2 separate regions of the Mus musculus genome follow, and region 1 is linked to region 2. The links are chromatin contacts, called in public promoter capture Hi-C maps. All regions are on one chromosome and are shown on one strand. Each heading gives the region's core, a stretch centred on a gene start, on an enhancer-like site or on the middle of the called end of the contact. The rest is flanking DNA. Distances are from core to core; before and after follow the strand shown.

Region 1 (5,655 bases), core at 706-3,205, 210 kb after region 2:
CAGCCCAAGAATGGCTGACTTCAAATCACACTATGTTGTATCCTACATGGAAACTTTCTGGGCTTTTGTCTCACTTCTGCATCTCTGTCTCAGTCACAACCCCACATCTCTGCCTCACCCCTGCATCTCCCTCTCACACCTGCTCTCCTCAGGTACCCTGTGCTTCTTTGGCTTTAACCTGCCAAGTTCATCTTCTTTGGAGGCCACTATACATTCTCTTTTCTCATGCATCTTCTTGGTGGGTGTCTCCTTTGTGACTGCTCAGACAAGACATAGTCCAGCCCTCAGAACCTCAGAACTAAACAAACTACTTAGTTGTTGTCTCCCTACCCCACCCACCACACTACTGTCCATTTCCTGAGGTGACATCATTTCTTGCATTTCAAATCTCTGGACAGGCAAGGAGCACTGAGCAGAAGCCTCTAGGAACCACTGAGGCAGCAGGCAGAGGTGAAGACAGATAGATGGTGACGTCGGAACTATGAGCTTGGTGACAGGAGGCTGGATTGGAAACTGGCCCCAGACTTGAGCACCTGCTCTGCTCAAGACAAAAGGAAGACAATGCAGCCTTGAATATCCAACAGCCATCACAGCCCTATTTGCTCTGTGTGTGTGTGTCTGTCTGTCTGTCTGTCTGTGTGACTGTGTGACTGTGTGACTGTGTGTTAGCATCTCAAACTTAACCTGTGCAGATGGAACTTGAAAATCTCACTAGGCAGCTGCTGGTCTCTGCAGCGCAGCTCCCCTCTCTCATAAGCCAACATCACACCCATTGGGACATCTGCTCCCACCATACTCAATAGCAGCCTTGGGCATCCTGAAATGCAGCCCATCACCCCTGCTCTAATCCAAATGCCTTCCCTCCCTATTAGGAGCCTCATGACACCTCTCTTGATGGCTCCAAGGTCCTCAGAAATTGGCAAAACTGTTCCTTGGCCTCACTCCCCACCAGGATTCTGCTATATCTCAGAAAAAAAGTTGTAGGCTCCAAGGCAACCCTGCTCTTTGGGCAAGTCACTTAAAATCTTGATGTCTCATTTTTCTTATTTATAAAGTAATGGTGGTGGTGGTGATGGTGGTGGTTGTAGTGGTAGTGAGGATGATTGTCATGATGGTAGTGGTGGTGATGATAATGATGCTGATGATGATGGTAGTGGTGATGATGGTGACTATGATGCTCTCCTGAGGTGCTCCATAATTCCCAGTCCATAAGAACAGCCTCCAGCCCACAGCAAACCTGAGTGAATAGTTGTGGTTTCAAGTACATTTGTACCTAGGGTATTGCTGAGCATGAGAATCTTAAAATCCTCAAATGTGAGGAGTTCTAGACAAGTAAGCAGAGAAAAGATGAAGAAGAGAGAGTGTGCATGCTGGTTGTTATAGTCAAGCCTTAAAGACACAGTTGAGGAGGCTGGAGAGATGGCACAGCAGTTAAGAGCTCTGGCTGCCCTTCCAGAGGACCCAGGTTTGATTCCCAGCACCCACATGTTTGCTCACAACCATCTGTAACTGCAGCTCCAGGGAATCTAACGCCCTCACTGGCCTCCGTGAATACCAGCCACACCCGTGGAACACAGGCATGCGTACAAAATACCCACACAAAATGAACTAATAGCATAAATGAGTTAACCACATAAAATGAATTAATAAAAAAAAAATAAACATGCATTTGCTGTCTTTCATCACATTCACGAAAGACTCTTCCCTTGTAATTAAATACAAGAAAAACGGGAGACAGGAATCACTCGCGCTGGTGTGGACAGCAAGGTACCGATTTACAGGCGGGTTCGTTTTGTTCGTGTAACTCGTAATCATCCACCTGAAACTCGATTTTCATAATTGAACCCCGGAGTCTAAACCCAACATGAACAAACCAGTTTTAGACTTCAAAACGTCACGTGAATTCTTGACTCACTCGTGCCAGAAAGAGAAGCTGGAGCTGCTGCCAAGCCTTTGTGGGCTAGGCAGGCAGGGCTGACTATAAATCACCAGTGTTGGGCTGTGCCGCCGATTTGGCTTCCCCGGGACTGCAGGTGCCCAAGTTACAGTGCTGCTATATGAGATAGAGGAGCAGATACCCTTGTCGGTAGGGCATTTGTTTCAAATTTGTGCTTCTGGCTCCCCATTGACACCATGCCTTCCGTCTCCGAGTCTGACGAGCTGATTTTTTTTGTGAATGGAAAAAAGGTAAGTTTCTGATGTGACTAACCTGGCTCTTTGTTCACAGAGGGCAAAAGTCAGGCTTACTGTTCTTCACTGAGGTACATCTCCTAGTTTTTAGCAGTGGCACAATCTTAAACATGGATTGTTAACTCCCTTTTTGGCATCAAATATGCAAATGTGGGATGTCTGCTTGCTTTTCGTTCTCTCATCGGAAACAGTAAGAAAAAGAACCTGGTATTTGCTGCGCGGTGCAAGCGTGAATTCCGACAAGGCCAGCAGCACGCTGCAGGGGTGAGCGGCTGACAGGTCGTTCCTTCTGCGCCTGTTGGAAATGCACCCCACCTGGAAATGTGCCCCACCTCAGTTGGCCAATGCCCCTTTAACAGGAGAGAGACAGGAAGAAAACAACCACACATGACTCTCAATTGATAGCAACCCCTCAGCCAGACCATCACCCTGGAGGCAGAACAGGACTGCCTCCTTATTTCTAGGACAAATTATAAAAATGTCAAGGGGGGCGGGGCAAGCCTGAAGATGGTGTGGTGCCACGACCGGCTCATTTGTTTAGACCCAGGGGCTCAGTTTGACTGAAGCACAGTGTCCACTAGGGCCCATCACCCCACGGACTCCCCAAGGTGTGGCTTCTGTTGGGGCTCTTTGTCTTTTTTTGTGCCTCTCAAACCCATATCTTCCCACCTACTTTTCACATACCCACTCAGAGATGCGGGTGTCTCCTTGAGACATATGTGGTGTTTGTGTGCCTGCACATCTGGATTCTGAATTTGAGAACAGTGGTATGAGGTGCAGACCCCTTTTGTTTGCTTTGTTTCTGTGACACTGAGCTGGTCTTGGGGCGCTCCTCTGTGAAAAAAAATTTACTTTATCAGTGCATGGCTTTCCAGAGTGTGCTGGTCTTTCATGGGCTTGTCCTAGTGATGGGGACACGGGTACCTTTCAATTCTCCCAAGTTCTCCCCCCCCAAAAAAAAAAAACCAGAAAACACAGCATGAATATCCTTCTGTCTGATTCCTCGTCGTTGGAGCTGGTGAGAGGCTGAGAGATCACAGCAGGGCCATTCCATAGGTCCTGCCTGGTGGTTTTCCGAAGTCCAGCACAGACTGCATCCCCCACAGCTGGTGGAATGCCAGGTGCTTTTCTCTGACTTAGCCATATCTGGCATCAGGTGCTTACTACAGTCTGACCCCTGAGCTTTGCTACTCTCCTGGGGTTGTCTCCTGGGGCTGTGTGCACTTGCGTGTTGGGGATTAGTAATGGCCTCGCTCCCACTTCGTGTGCTTAGTAAGAAGAGATTTGTTGTCCACACAGTTCCCGAGATCTTCTTCACACAGCTGGGAATGCTGACTGCTCACCATCGCGTTGTAGTTGGCAGGCTTTGATCTCTCCCCTCTTCTGGAACCCATCATAGTCTATGCCCTTTGGGCCTGAGACTGGTGCATCTCGGGACAGCAGTGAACCCATGTAGCTATAGCAGGCCTGCAGACAGGAGGACTGAAAGTACAGCGTTTACCAGGAAGGCTGGAGACGGAAATCCAAGCCTTGAGTGTCACCAGGCCTTGATCCCGGGACAGAGATGATAGGTGTTATTATCCCCTGCCTGCCAATATCCTGTTCTCTGCCTCTGTAATACCTCTTCTCTTAGCTCCCCCACCCTCCCCCCACACACACATAGACAGAGACGGAGAGGCAGACAGAGTCTAGAATTTGGGTGTTGGGCTGATCTCTACATTGGTAAACTTCTGAGGACTTCAGGAGAGTTGGATATGTGAGAGGTGGGGTGAAGGAATCAATACCCTATTTGCCTTGCTCAAGTGCAATGAGAATACAAGGTCTTATATTCTCTGCACAAAGCAGCCCAGAGGACAGTGCCCTCTGTGTCTGGGTTCCCTGCTACTCTGCTTCCAGGTCAGCTACATTCTAACTTGATTTCCCCATCTTGCCTGGTTGCCCCAGCAAAGATGCTGGCTGGGTTCCTCCCGGGCCTGGGGGAAGCTGCCTCTCCTTTCTGCCAAGAAACACCTGGCGCCCCGTGAGGGTGGAGCCCTGATGAGGGCCATATGGCTTTCCCTCACATTCATATAGAGAGGAGAAGCAAAGCCCTGGTCTGGAAGCCTCCTAACTGGCTAACTTAATTCTACACCGCTCTGTGACTATGAGTTATCCAAGTCTTCTCTGTCTATCTCTTCCCACCCGGTCCTTTCCAGGTAAATGCTTATCCTAGATGATAGAAAATTCAGACATAGAAATAAAACGTCACTGTTTCTTCAGACCTTTGGTTCCAAAAATCATTACGAGAGTTCTGTAAAGTTACCCACATTATAAACATGTCCTCCAAACAAAGGATTGGATTGCTGTAACCAATGGTGGCCTCTTCCTGCAACCCTTGTTTCGCAATATAGGTCATAGAGAAGAACCCTGACCCTGAAAAGAATCTACTGTTCTACACCAGGAAAGTTCGTATCCTTTAACTGTGACGGGCAGTAAACTGCTAGAAACCCTCAGAGGGGCGGGGGTGGGGGACAGGGCTTGGTGGTGAGGCCTTATTGGCCTTACAGAGGAACTGAGTTCAATTCACAACACCCACATGACAGCCCATGACCACTTCGCAACTCACACCTCCAGCACCAGGGGAACCCCATGCACTCTTTAGGTCTTGGCAGACACACACCATAGACAGACAGACAGACAGACAGACAGACAGAGGAAAGAAGGGAAAGAGGGAATATTCATATATACACATAAATAAAAATAACAAAAATAAATCTTTTTTTTTAATAAGAATGAAAAGAAAGGCCGGGCAGTGGTGGTGAAAGCCTTTAATCCTAGCACTTGGGAGGCAGAGGCAGGAGGATTTTTGAGTTGGAGGCCAGCCTGGTCTAAAAAATGAATTCCAGGACAGCCAGAACTATACAGAGAAACCCTGTCTCAAAGAAAACCAAAAACAAGAAAAAAGAAAAAAAAAAAAAAGAATGAAAGGAAAGCCACCTGCGTTCCCTCTAGGTAAGCAACTCTGTCTCCATTCATGGAGACTAGTTGGAGTTCAGACACAGATGTGTGGATTCATATTTTATCTACTGCATTTTTACCCAAGCAAAACAAAACAAGAAAACCAACAACAACAAAAACAAAAAACAACGCACACACCCCAGCACCAGACTGGGAGTGCTTACTCTAGAAACAACTTCCTGGCTTCCGAGCCCATATTCTCCCCAGTGATTATTTAGACTCTCGAGGCAAATGCGTGTTTGGGTATGATGGTGTGAGGTTATCACTCACTGGTGTTCATGCCCAAGCTTACACAATCTCATACAAGCTTGCATAGAACTGCACACACAAGCACAGAAGTGCATGTAAGTGCTGCGCTCGAGTTACAGCACCAATGCTAAGCTCTTTGGTTTTGCCTTTTTTCCCCCCCACATCTGGTAGGGGAGAGAGAGTGTGTGTCATCTGGATGTCATCAACTGAGGAGAGCTG
Region 2 (6,176 bases), core at 1,964-4,463:
GTCATGATACCCCAAACTTTTAATATTTAAACAAGGGTAAAGTTTTCAGTGAAATGAAAGTGTGCTGCTTAATCAAGTGTAAGCCTTCAGGCAAGTATGTGGAAGTGATGGCCAAAAGGAGATGGACTGGCATAGGAAGAGGAGTCATTTCTGGTTTTGAAAAGCAATGCAGGCTCTATGGTTAGTGTGAGACCCACATGAGGTCATGCATATTTGGTTTTGGACTCCAGATGTGGCTCTCAATAGCTCTGTGACCTTAGTCAATTTGTAATTACAAGGAGTACGAAAAAAAGAAACATATAACATGTACTGAATATTTGATGAATTAGGTTAGGTAAACTAAATACTGGTTAGTTTAACTACTAAACATTAGGGTTCTTAGGGCATATAACCAGAAGTGGTATAGCTTCTGAGTCATATGAATTTCTCTTTTCCAGTTTGGATTAATTTGCATTTCTATGAGCAATGTATAAGGATTTGTTTATTTTCATCAGTTTTTTTTTTAAATGATAGCCATTTGTCTGGGATAAGATGTAATCTTAATGCAGTTTTAATTTATTTTCCCCTGATGTCTAAGGATGTTGACCTGTTTTCACACTGATGGCTATTTATGCTTTATTGTTTTAAAAAGGGAAGAAGGACAAGCTGTATTACAGAGCAATAGAGATAAAAACTGCATGGTATTGGTATAGAGACAGGCAGGTAGATCAATGGAATAGAATTGAAAACCCAGAAATGAGCCCACACACCTATGGTCACTTGATCTTTGACAAACAAGCTAAAACCATCCAGTGGGAAAAAGACAGCATTTTCAACAAATTGTGCTGGTTCAACTGGCAGACAGCATGTAGAAGAATGCAAATCAATTCATTCTTGTCTCCTTGTACAAAGCTCAAGTCCAAATGGATCAAGGACCTCCACACCTCCATATGACACCAGATACACTAAATCTGGTGTCTACTAAAAGAAAAAGTGGGGAAGAGCCTTGAACACATGGGTACAGGGGAAGTTTTCCTGAGCAGAACACCAATGGCTTATGCTCTAAGATCAACTATAGACAAATGGGACTCATAAAATTGTAAAGCTTCAGCCAGGCAGTGGTGGCAAACGCCTTTAATCCCAGCACTTGGGAGGCAGAGGCAAGCAGATTTCTGAGTTCGAGGCCAGCCTTGTCTACTGAGTGAGCTTCAGGACAGCCAGGGCTATACAGAGAAAGCCTGTCTTGGGGGGGAAAAAAAAGAAAAAAATTGCAAAGCTTCTGTGAGGCAAAGGACATTGTCAATAGGTCAAAATGGCAACCAACAGATTGGGAAAAGATCTTTACCAACCCTACATCCAATAGAGGGCTAATATCCAATATGTACAAAGAACTCAAGAAGTTAGACTCCAGAGAACTAAACAAAAAATTCTCAACTGAGGAATAACGAATGGGTGAGAAGCACCTAAAGAAATGTTCAACATCCTTAGTCATCAGGGAAATGCAAATCAAAACAACCCTAAGGTTCCACCCCACAGCAGTCAGAATGGCTAAGATTAAAAACTCAGGTGACAGCAGATGCTGGTGAGGATGTGGAGAAAGAGGAACACTTCTCCTTGTTGGTAGGATTGCGAGCTGGTACAAGCACTTTGGAAATCAGTCTGGCAGTTCCTCAGAAAATTGGACATAGTACTACCTGAAGACCCAGCTATACCACTCCTGGGTATATACCCAGAAGATGCTCTAACACATAAGATGCTCCACTATGTTCATATATATATATTATGATATATCTGTACACACATATGTATAATATTATGATATATTATATGTAATATTATAATGTATATCATAATATAATAATAGCCAGAAGCTGGAAAGAACCCAGATGTCTTTCAACCGAGGAACAGAAAATGTGGTACATTTCTACAACAGAGCACTACTCAGCTATTTAAAAACAATGACTTCATGAAATTCTTAGACAAATGGATGGAACTAGAAAACCTGAGTGAGGTAACCCAGTCACAAAAGATCACACATGGTACACACTCACTGACAAGTAGATATTAGCCCAGAAGCTCAGAATACCCAAGATACAATTCACAGACCACATGAAGCTCAAGAAGAAGGAAGACCAAAGTGCTCCAGTGCTTCTTAGCAGGGGAAACAGGCTACTCACAGGAGGAAATACAGAGGCAAAGTGTGGAGCAGAGAATGAAGGAAAGGCCATCCAGAGACTGCCCCACCTAGGGATGACAAGGTTCTTTTTAAAAGATTTATTATTTTATATGTATATTTTGCCCGAATGTACGCATGCATGTATGTATGTACACCATATGCATATCTGGTGCCTGCAGAGGCCAGAAGAGGACATAAGATTCCCCAGAATTGGAGTTACAGATGGCTGTGAGCCACCATGTGAGTGCTGATAACTAAACCTGGGTCCTTTGCAACAAATGCTCATGACCTCTAAATGCCATATTTGTAGTATTTATTTATTTATTTAGGTTTTTCAAGACAGGGTTTCTCTGTGTAGCCCTGGCTGTCCTGGAACTCACTCTGTAGACAAGACTGGCCTCGAACTCAGAAATTTGCCTGCCTCTGCCTCCCAAGTGCTGGTATTAAAGGTTCCCAAGTGCTGGTATTAAAGGTATGCACCATCACTGCCTGGCTTCTATTTGTATTTTTAATATGATGGAACAGAGCAGTTTTTTAAAATATCGTTTCTCGAAATTCTACATATATATATTATTATTAACCTTTTGTAAAAAGAACCAAACTGACTTGAAAAATAAGACTAACACATTTTAAAATATAGTTGAAATAGTTTAAAATGCCACTCTGTGTACTCTGCTAAAATGGAGTATCATTGCAGCACTTCCAAGTGCAAAATTGAGAAAGGCTTTTAAGTGAAGTGTAAAGAAGCAAGGATCACAATTGGAAGGCAAGAATGCAGAAACTGGATGCAGACAAATAATCACACAGTGAACAACACAAAGCCCTGCGAAGGACTAGAGGTGCCTGCCAACCCTCAGAGTGTCCCTTTATCCGTGGTGAATGGCCCTCTCTGTCAGGGCTGGTGGAAATGGCTACCAGAAGCTCAGAGAGGCAAGGAGAACCTTTTCACGCTCGCTGCAGCCCGCCCGGCTCACCCAGCCACGCCCACTCGACCCTCTCCAGTACGTCCCGCCCCTTCCGTCTTCCACTTCCGGGTGGCAGCGCATCTTTGCGCCGCCTTCTCGGAATCTGATTGGCTGGAGCATAAACGCTAACTGCCGCGCAGTTTAAACCTGAATCCTGGTCTTCGCGGATTGTCGCGCTTCCCTGGCAAGTGTGGGCACCCACAGCTGAAGGGGTCGCTGGTAGGCGTGGACGAGGCCAGCGCGGCCAGCAAGGCCTGCGAAGCCGGAACCCTTCTCGGTAGCCACTCCTGGCGCCTCAGTCCTCGCCGCCGCGCGTCGGCTTGCAGGGCCGGGACGCGGAGCCGGGACGCGGAGCCGCCTTCGGATCGGGGCGGTAACCTCTGTTCTGACTTTGAGCTCCCAGCTGGGCGAGGGGTCGCCACTAGTTTTCAGGTCAGTACCTGGAGGGAAAGGGATCTAGGTCCTTGTGACCAGGTCTGAAACGGCTGCTTTCGTGTAGGTAAGGATGCACCTACACGCATCTCCAGGGTAGGGCTTCTGCCAGGCTTGTTTCGAACAGAGAACTAATAGCTTGGCCGGGATCTGGGTATTGGGAGCTGACACTTAGAAATGGAGATGTGCTATATGCTAGGGCGTGGCATGGGGGTCCACAGGAGGGAGGAAAGCAGGGTGTGTCATCAGGATCTGTTTATTCCCGCCCCCCTCAGAAGTGGGATCAAAGAATGAGAAGAGGTCACAGTAGAAGGTCTGCCACAGGGCTGTGGATGAGACGGGGGATTGGACTGGAGGGAAAGTTGAAGATCTGCAGCTAGCCTCCTTGTTTCCCTGCTCAGATTGTGAGGTGAAAACCTGCAATTAGCCTACCAGCTTCCCTGCGGTTTTATGGTTTGTTTGTTTGTTTTTGGTGGGGGGGGGGGGCGAAACTTTAGAACAGTTGAACTTTACTGTTGAAACGTTCCTAGTGAACTTCCTCCCCGTTGCAGAAATTCGCCCCCCGCCCCCAACCATCTTCTCGGTCATTTGCTTAACAGCTTTCCACATCTGCTCAATGCTTTCAAACATGACCATTTCAACATTGGGCAGATTTTTTTTCTACTGAGAAGTTCTTTCATGTGTTCATATATATTTCTATTAGAAATGTTTATCCAAGGAGCTGCTATGTGCCAGGCACTAAGAGTTCAGCAGAAAACACATTTAATAGAAACTTCTGCCTGTCAGCATTACCCTAATCTCTGCTCTTCTCCGTGAAGATGTTTGTGATGGCGTTAGGGATGCCTAGATAAATAAGAATCTTTTCATTGGATCCTTATACTAGATCTGCAGACTATGTATAGATTGAGAATTGCAGGTACCTGACTAGGTCACTTTGTAGCCTACTATAGGACCGCTTCCGGGTTGGGAAGAGTTGGAGGGCAGTTAGGGTGAGGAAGGTAAAGATAATGAGGAATCTTGTGGAATCTAGGGATTTTTGTGATGGACATAAAAGGAACACTGAGATTGTTCTGTGGACTCAGAGCAAGGAGCAGAGTGGCTTGTGGCGGGAATATAGGTTTGGGGCGTTGACCCCATTCGAGCACATAGCCCAGCATCGCCACCTGCACCTCAGTGAAGCTTTTTCTGATCTGTTTTCTCTGCCCAGTTAGCATTAGCACTTCTTTAATGTCTTGTGTGTTAAAGTCATTGTTCTTGTCATACTAATTATTTATTTCCAATTCTATTACATTGTTAACCAGTGTAGACCATAAATCTAGACTTAAGCTTGTAATTTCCTCTCTTTCCAAGCCCTCTTCCGCCCCTTGAGTGAGTCATTTCTTTTGTGCTTCCATGAAGGTCCACTTGCCTATCTAAGGTTATACTTTTGCATAGTAACAACAGTGTCTGTGTCACACTGGACTTTTCTTTCCATGACAGCAGGGACCCTATCCTGTCTTCTGCTGGTAGCCCATTGTGTCCACTAGGCATGGTGATATAATATAGGTTTGAATAGAAAAACAAAAGTATTTACCTTTTTGGAATTCACTAATTCTCCTGATTCTCTAAGTTCGTATTTTAAGATCTTTATGTAAAGGGCTTTGCAAATACATTATGTCGACAGTGTATTGTAAGTCATGGTGGTTGGGCTTTGGAATGGATCGTTACCAGTTTTTTTCTCTTATCACTCAGTACTATGCTGGTCTCCCACCCCACCCCATCTTTTCTTTTCCTTTCACTTCAGAAATGGAGTACCCAGGGATAAAAGTTGACACTGTTACCTCTGGAATTCAGAGACGAGTGAAGGGCAGAATTGCAAAGACAAATTTGAATGTTTCTCTTGCTTCAAAGATCAAAGCAAAAATATTAAGTAAGTACCTACCTTATTTTAGCAAATATAGAAAACTACTAAAATGACTACTTTGTTAGCTGGTACTTTTTCTGTTTGCTCTTTCCTCTCTGTGGCTCTCAGCTATTCTGCTGAATGGTTTTGCAATCTGCCCTTGGCCTGCCCCCAGGCAGCTACCTCTTCTCATGCAAAGACAATACCAATGTGGTTTCTCAAGAAAAGAGCTACAGAGAGTAAAAGATTTGCTTTGCATTCATTCTGTGGCAGTCAGGTGATAAGTCACGTAGACGTGCTTGGCCAAGATCAGGTGTGGTAGTACATGATTTTATATAGGCCAGAGTTCACCAAGAAAGCACTATGCACTTTGGAAATGAGATTTTATGAATCCTGGCAATAAGGCGTTAGGAAGGCAAGCAGACAACAAAAACAAAAACAACATAAATAAATAAAAACCCATGAAGATGGGAAACTTCCTAGGATAAACTTTTATTGTTCCCAAAAATTATCTCAATGGTTTATGCCCATGTTGGCTACACTGGGAAATGTACTGTCTGTCTGCTGATGTCACACCCATGACTTACACTGAGCCAAAATGTTTTAAGTATCTTTAAGTCAGGACGTTGCTCCTTCCGGGATCTGTAGGTAAATCTGAATTAGCCAGCTTTCTACAATGGTTATTTCCTGCTTCATTCGTCAGGACCTTTTGGAAAACAACAGGTTATTTTTAGCTTTTGGA

Evidence for each region. Promoter capture Hi-C pulls out the DNA fragments that hold promoters and counts their contacts.
Region 1: a contact with region 2 is called in a promoter capture Hi-C map of hippocampal neurons, with 2.4 times the contacts expected there. The contact joins the promoter of Aox4 here to the promoter of Sgo2a in region 2. A contact is called at or near these places in 6 of 39 promoter capture datasets (the 3T3-L1 cell line, hippocampal neurons, liver and 2 more) and 1 of 115 datasets of contacts at active chromatin or transcription factors (embryonic stem cells).

What each region holds. Positions count from the first base shown.
Region 1 is chr1:58,208,442-58,214,096 of GRCm38.p6, forward strand. It overlaps Aox4 (aldehyde oxidase 4), which reads left to right and starts at 1,956. Exons shown (of 35, transcript NM_023631.2): 1 at 1,956-2,187; 2 at 4,581-4,638. The coding sequence starts at 2,134.
Region 2 is chr1:57,992,761-57,998,936 of GRCm38.p6, forward strand. Sgo2a (shugoshin 2A) reads left to right here and starts at 3,214. Exons shown (of 9, transcript NM_199007.2): 1 at 3,214-3,552; 2 at 5,336-5,461. The coding sequence starts at 5,338.